2 separate regions of the Zea mays genome follow, and region 1 is linked to region 2. A link is a contact called in public Hi-C data. All regions are on one chromosome and are shown on one strand. Each heading gives the region's core, a stretch centred on a gene start, on an enhancer-like site or on the middle of the called end of the contact. The rest is flanking DNA. Distances are from core to core; before and after follow the strand shown. Region 1 holds the start of LOC100283996. Region 2 holds the start of LOC100500975.

What was found. Hi-C and Micro-C count contacts between places; a contact is called where the count stands out from the background.
Region 1: a contact with region 2 is called in a Hi-C map of bundle sheath, with 2.2 times the contacts expected there. The contact joins the promoter of LOC100283996 here to the promoter of LOC100500975 in region 2. A contact is called at or near these places in 2 of 25 Hi-C or Micro-C datasets (bundle sheath and ear).

The regions. Positions count from the first base shown.
Region 1 is chr3:36,494,197-36,497,486 of Zm-B73-REFERENCE-NAM-5.0, reverse strand. It overlaps LOC100283996, which reads left to right and starts at 1,976. Exons shown (of 1, transcript NM_001156894.2): 1 at 1,976-2,830. The coding sequence starts at 2,108. The coding sequence ends at 2,395.
Region 2 is chr3:36,127,675-36,130,820 of Zm-B73-REFERENCE-NAM-5.0, reverse strand. It overlaps LOC100500975, which reads left to right and starts at 1,829. Exons shown (of 2, transcript NM_001174228.2): 1 at 1,829-1,897.

The DNA.
Region 1 (3,290 bases), core at 727-3,226, 370 kb before region 2:
AACGTGGATGTAGGATTTGTTGAACCATGGGATAAAAATCATATGTCTCACTTGTCTTTTACTTTCTTGCGATTTGTCTTCTTCCCAAGTTCTCTGCGAACATAAGGTTGATTTGTCTCTTATGGTTCGGCCCGATGATGAGTGATTATCAATGGGTAGCGTCTCAGATCGACCCGATGACTGACCGAGGTGTGAGATTATGTATGCGCAATCATGTCAGTCGGCTTGTGGTGTGCAGACAGGGTGGAGGGCCCCATTGTGGCCTATTATGTCCCATGCCATATCGTGTCTTGTAATCTGCTACAATTAATCCGAAGGAGGGTGGTTGGTTCCACCATAGGTTTTGGTTGGTCGTCACCTAGTTTCGCAGTGGGGTTGACCTCCGCGCTTCTATGGACCTTCCCTAGGATATGGGTGAAAACGGGACGAATACAGCCGGATATAAAGTCATCATCCTGTATCCTACCGGGCAAGGTGAGAGGAAGGGGAGAGGTTTTTTTGTTTTTATATTAAAACCCTAACGAGCGCTTAATAATGGGTCTAAACGTTTTCTATTTTTTTAATGGGTTAAATGAGACTAAATTTAAATACGTTGTGTATTAGATTACTCATTTTCTCATATTATATATATTTATATATTTAAATTTTTAAAATTTGGATTGAAATTTTAAAATAAACCGGTGGTGACGGCTTTGACCTAGTGCGGTGAGTGGCGCCAGGCTGGCACCCGGCACCCATCGTGCCACGCGCCACACTCGTATTGGCAGACCCCCACAGGCACCTCGTCCTCCTGTCCAGCGGCCCCCTGCGGAGTGCGGACGACGCAGTCTGCGGTCGTCCAAGCCGACGCCGACCCAGGCAGATACGACCTGGCCAGCTGACGCCTTGCGCGGCCCGTCGGCCGCCTCCACCAGTCGGCGCCTCGCCCGCACGCACCTTCCCGCCGCGCCAAGGGACAACGGGAACGGGGAGCTTTGCCCTTTCGGCGGAACCAGACTGGTCCGCGGGGCCCCAGCGTGTCTGGACGCCCCGCACGCTGGCCTGACATTTATTATTTTTACCTCAACTTCCCTTGGAAAACCGAGGCGCGCGAGGTTCGCCGCGCCGGCGTCCGGGAGGAAAAAGGTGAAGCAGAGGAGGAAATATCGGCGACGCCGGCGTGTTGGAGCGTGACGTGACTCAATGACGCTCCCCCTCCATTGAGGTCAGTCAGGTCGCGCCGCGCACTCAGTTCGCAGTGGACCTGAGACGTGGCTCGTGGCTCGTGGCCAGCAGACGGCGGCACAATCGATGCGGACGGTGGGATTTTCTTTTTGTAGTTTGGTTGTGAAAAAACAAACTATTAGTACTCCCTCGGCCTACCTAGCGCAGTGGTCGACTTGTATGTAGCCCCCTCGTGCCCACCCACCAACCACGAACGCATACGTTATCCCTCGGCCGACATGCATCATCGAGGAGCCACGAAGTGGAGAATTAGGACTGCTCCACTGCCACCTTCTTTTACCCCTATATTCATACTCTACAAATAGAAAATTAAACATACGGGCAGAGGAGGACGGGGGCTGGAGTAGGCAATTTCGCTCGCTCCTTCCGAGCGGACCCGTCGGCATCGGGCGTTGTCCGTCCCTACGATCCCGTCGCGCAACGCCGGCCGAACGGATGCACAGATCTGCAGCAGCGAGACTTTCCAAACCACGCGACCGTATCGAAGGGTGATGACGACGACGACGACGTCTCGATTACTCAAACACAAGCAGTGAACCCGCGGCGCCGTTTCCTGCCACCGCGCACGTGCCACCGCTTTTGACGCTTTCCCGGTTCCCGAGGCCCGTCGCGATCCGAGAAAAAGCGCGGGGAACCCGGGTGGCCCGTTTGCCTATCGCACCGGCACCAGCCCACCTCCAGCTCCCCCTCCGCCTCCCTCCCAGCCCCCAGGCTCTTCTTTATAAACCCCGCCCCCTCCTCCGCTCTCATCCTCCACCACACCACACCACACCGGCCGGCTCACACGCGCCGCAAAGCAGAGCACGGGGGGCTGAGACCAGAGCAGAGCGGAGCGCCACCAGCCAATCCTTTGCCTGCCCAAGCAGCAGCAGCAGCTGGCCCGATGGCTCTGTCTCTCTCCGGCACCTCCGCCCGCTTCGCCCTCGCGTCGCTGGTCCCCCGGGCCAGGGCCTACGCGGCGTCGGCGGCGTCCGGGGCCATGAGGCGCGCGGCGGAGGGCGCGGCCGCGGGCGAGGCCAAGGAGGCCGGGCGCGCCGCCGCCGCCGCCGCCGAGGGCTCGTGGGTGCCCGACCCCGTCACGGGCCACTACCGCCCCGCCAACTGGGCCGCCGCCGTCGACCCCGCCGACCTCCGCGCCGCGCACCTCGCCCGCACCTACGCCCGGGCCTGAGCGGCCCCGGCTCCCTTCACCCTGCTCCGCCTCGTCTCGTATGACATACGCGCACCGTACCAGGGTGAGACGAGGTGGGGGCTGGGGGTTCGTGTGGCGAACGGCGTGTTGAGCCACGCGCGCGTGCGGCCGCGCTCTGCGACGCCCGGAACGTTCTTGGGAGAGCGCGAGCGAGGTCTTCTGTCTTCTCGGTGCGGGTCGCTGTGCCATGAGATGTGACGCTGGGTCGTTTTGGGTCCGACCAACGGGAGAAGAGCGGCCTGTGGTCGGTGGTCGCCGCCGTGTGTGGGCTGGATGGCCTGCTCTCTTGTGCTCCTCCTATATATCAGATGTACTTCCTCCGAGGAGCAGGGTTTCGCCCTTTCGCTACCTTTTCGTACTCGCTAGTCGCTACAGCTACAGCTAGTACGTACTATACTATACTAATAAAAGCTACAGTTTCTTCCGGTTCTTGTCCTACCTTTCACGTCATCTCGATTACGTGGTGAACTTGTATGCAGTATGCTGTATTTTTTTCATCGGACAAAATATATCTTTTTTTATTGAACATAAACGAGCGGAAAGGTGGTGTTTATCCCTGTATAAACAAGCAGTAGTGGTTAGGGCTGGACGAAAAACACGTAGCTCGTTAACTCGCTCGATTCGATTTGATAGTGGTTCGACTCGACTCGTTTATAATTTGTAACGAGTTGAGCTTGTATTAACGAGCCAGATCGAACTGGCTCACGAGCTGACTCGCGAGCCAAACGAGTTGAAGTAATTAGTCAAATCACAATAATCTCCGATCCAAAATAGTTAATCTTGTACTCTACTATAGTTAATTTTGTTCTTTGTTGAGTGTGAAATATTAAGTTGCAAAATCTATTCTTTTTTCTAAATAGATCTCCTTTTCTTT
Region 2 (3,146 bases), core at 580-3,079:
CCAGATTAGTTGGCACCACTTCGTATTTGCCACGTGGGGTGCTGGGTATCCTCGCTGGTGGCAGCGTAGATACATTTTTGTGCTGTGGCGTAGAGAGTTTGGCGTATAGCGGCAGTCCATTTAGGATCTAGGTTTTTTTACAGTGAACGGTCTCAAAACTGTAAGAGCAGAGAGATTTTAGAAAGAGAGAGAGAGAGAGAGAGTAGGATCTAGGTCACAATCACAATATAGACGAAAACCCCGAATTTTTTGTATTTTAGCCCTTAAACAGAAGTAAATTTACGTTTAGACCTAAAAAAATTTTAAATGCAGTTTTGGACCCTTTGCTCGGCGCCATAGCCTGTGGCGCCGAAGTAACACAGCTCGGCGCCATAGGCTATGGCGCCGAGGTCGTGTTGCGTTGGCACAACCCAGACGCGTGGCGTCGACGTGGCACCGAGCTCGGCGCCACAGATCTTGGCGCCGAGCTCGGTTGTGTTATTAACATATTTGTTGCAGACATGAGCACAAAGCCCAGCTAGCCCACTTGGTGGAGCACAAGGCTTCTAACCTTGTGGTCGTGGGTTCAAACCCCACAGTTTGCATTTTTATTTGGTTTTTTTTGTTTATGTCGCTGGTGTGTCCGTTCAAATTTATTTCTAAAAATGCTTTCAATCTACCCGGCCGGTACGTTCAGATGAATTGTGATGGCCTGCCACAAATAAACCTATGTGTACGTATTGTGTATATATGTCCATGACACTATTTTAGCCTCTTTTAGACTTACGAGTGTTCGTTCTGCGATCCAATTATTTCCTTGGATTCATGCATGCTCCAGTAACCTTTTAAAAGCATCGTATCACTAGTTGATTGATATATTTCTAGCTAGTTCGAGCATATTCTTCATTACTATTGAAGTTAAGAGCTTTTTTATTTTGTAGTTTTTTCGTGAACTTATTTCTATCCGTTTTAAATGCATCACTGTGCTCATCGGTTATCATCGAGAAAATCCAGGCACCAGTTTGCTCCTAAGCATCTCTTTTGAGAGTTTAATTTGGAGGATTGGAATAAGCCTTGGAAAGTAGGCCAAGATTGCCTCTGAGCAAAAAACAAAAAAACAAACAAAACAGTGAAGCTAGTTTTTGTGCCAACGTATGTAATTCGCACCATCAAATATATTGGTTTTTTTTAAATGAGTAGTGGCTAGATAAAAAAATATAGGTGAGAAATAAATTTGAACGGACACACCAGCGACATAAACAAAAAAAAACCAAATAAAAATGCAAACTGTGGGGTTTGAACCCACAACCACAAGGTTAGAAGCCTTGTGCTCCACCAAGTGGGCTAGCTGGGCTTTGTGCTCATGTCTGCAACAAATATGTTAATAACACAACCGAGCTCGGCGCCAAGATCTGTGGCGCCGAGCTCGGTGCCACGTCGACGCCACGCGTCTGGGTTGTGCCAACGCAACACGACCTCGGCGCCATAGCCTATGGCGCCGAGCTGTGTTACTTCGGCGCCACAGGCTATGGCGCCGAGCAAAGGGTCCAAAACTGCATTTAAAATTTTTTTAGGTCTAAACGTGAATTTTTTTCCGAAAAATGGCTAAAATACAAAAAATTCGGGACGAAAACCAATCGGAGACGAATGGTCGTCGCACTCGCACGAGGGCTGATTCCTTTCCAGCTCGCACCCGCGGTTGAACAGCGTTTCGTTGTTTCCTCCCCAACTTCCAACACGCCTCGATCTAGATCCACTCTCCCCCCCCCCCCCCCCCCCCCCCCCCCCCTTCTCCTTCCGGTCCTCCCCCCGAGACTATTCATATAGGCGGGTAGGCGTCCGAGGCCTCGTTTGTTCTCGGCTTCTCGTCTCCAAGGGTGCTACTCCGTCCGCGCTTGGTCTGCTCTCGTCCTTCCGGGTAAGGATGCCCCTGCCTTCGCTTAGATAAACCGCTCGTTCTCACCTGCGGGATCTTTTACTTCGTTGGGGGACCTCGATTCCGGTTACGCCTTTTCCCTCTCCGATCCGTTCAGCTTGTCCATGATTCGGTCCGGTCTGCTCTGCTGCGTCGGGGACCTGCTGCTGGTAGCGAGATCGTTGGTAGAGCATTTACTCCCGTGCGTACTTGCGGGATCGACAGTGATAAGCCACCCGTGCTTTTCGTCGGCAAGGAGCCGTGTGGTGTGATTTCGCACCCTCTAAGCATCTGCTCTTTTTCTTACGGACAAAGAGAAATCGATCCAAGTATTTTTCTTGCTAGGTCGATGCTCCACTCCGCCTGTTTTGTTTGCTGCGTGGATAACTAAGGCCCTGTTTCAAACCCCTACAACTAATAGTTAGCCAGCTAATAAATTATTAGCTGGGTTGAGCCAAACTAATTATTAGCTGTGAGGTAGCTAACAATTAGCTGCGGTATTAGCTGATGGTGTTTGGAACCCAATAACTCATTTTTAGTAGTTTTAGAGGTTCCAAACAGGAGCCTAAGAAGGTAGCAAACTTTTTTTTAATAGACAACTGCGAGTGCTCATCTGGATCCCACGCCTTCTGAGTCTACTACACCAGGATAGTCTTTAGTTCAATCGTCGCCTTTGACCCTGCTCCTGGGCATTGTATATCACTTGATAGCTTTCCTCTTCCAGGAAAAAAAACTAGGATGCATTTGAATCCCTGTGGCTTATGCTAAGTCCGCCCTTGGTCAGTGGTCATGCAGCATTAGTCCGGTCATCTTCTTTGACCCAGTCGGAAATGGGTTTAGACCAGTATAAGCATGACCAGTGTGCATACCCTCGGCCTGTACCCGTAATCTAGAGAATCACAGTGTCATTTAGTGAAGGAAGCTACGCTCCGTAGTATGTAAGCAGGTGATACATATGCTGAACCAAAGTGTGTTCAGGTCATTTTAGGTGGCAAGTCAACATTTATGCTAGGCTAGGACATTGTCCATGATGTAAACAAAAACTCAGTTTTTTTTCTTCTTGTGATTGATTTACCTAGCATTTTCATATGCACAGCAAGAAAAGAGAAGATACTGTTATCAATACTAGTGCCCAAATTTATTCTTGTTGAAACTCTTTTTGCTGCTTTAAATATCTTTTCTTAACCATTTAGATTTTTCCTGTATGACTTTCCTACTCTACTAGCACAAAAACAAAGTATGAAAATTCCCT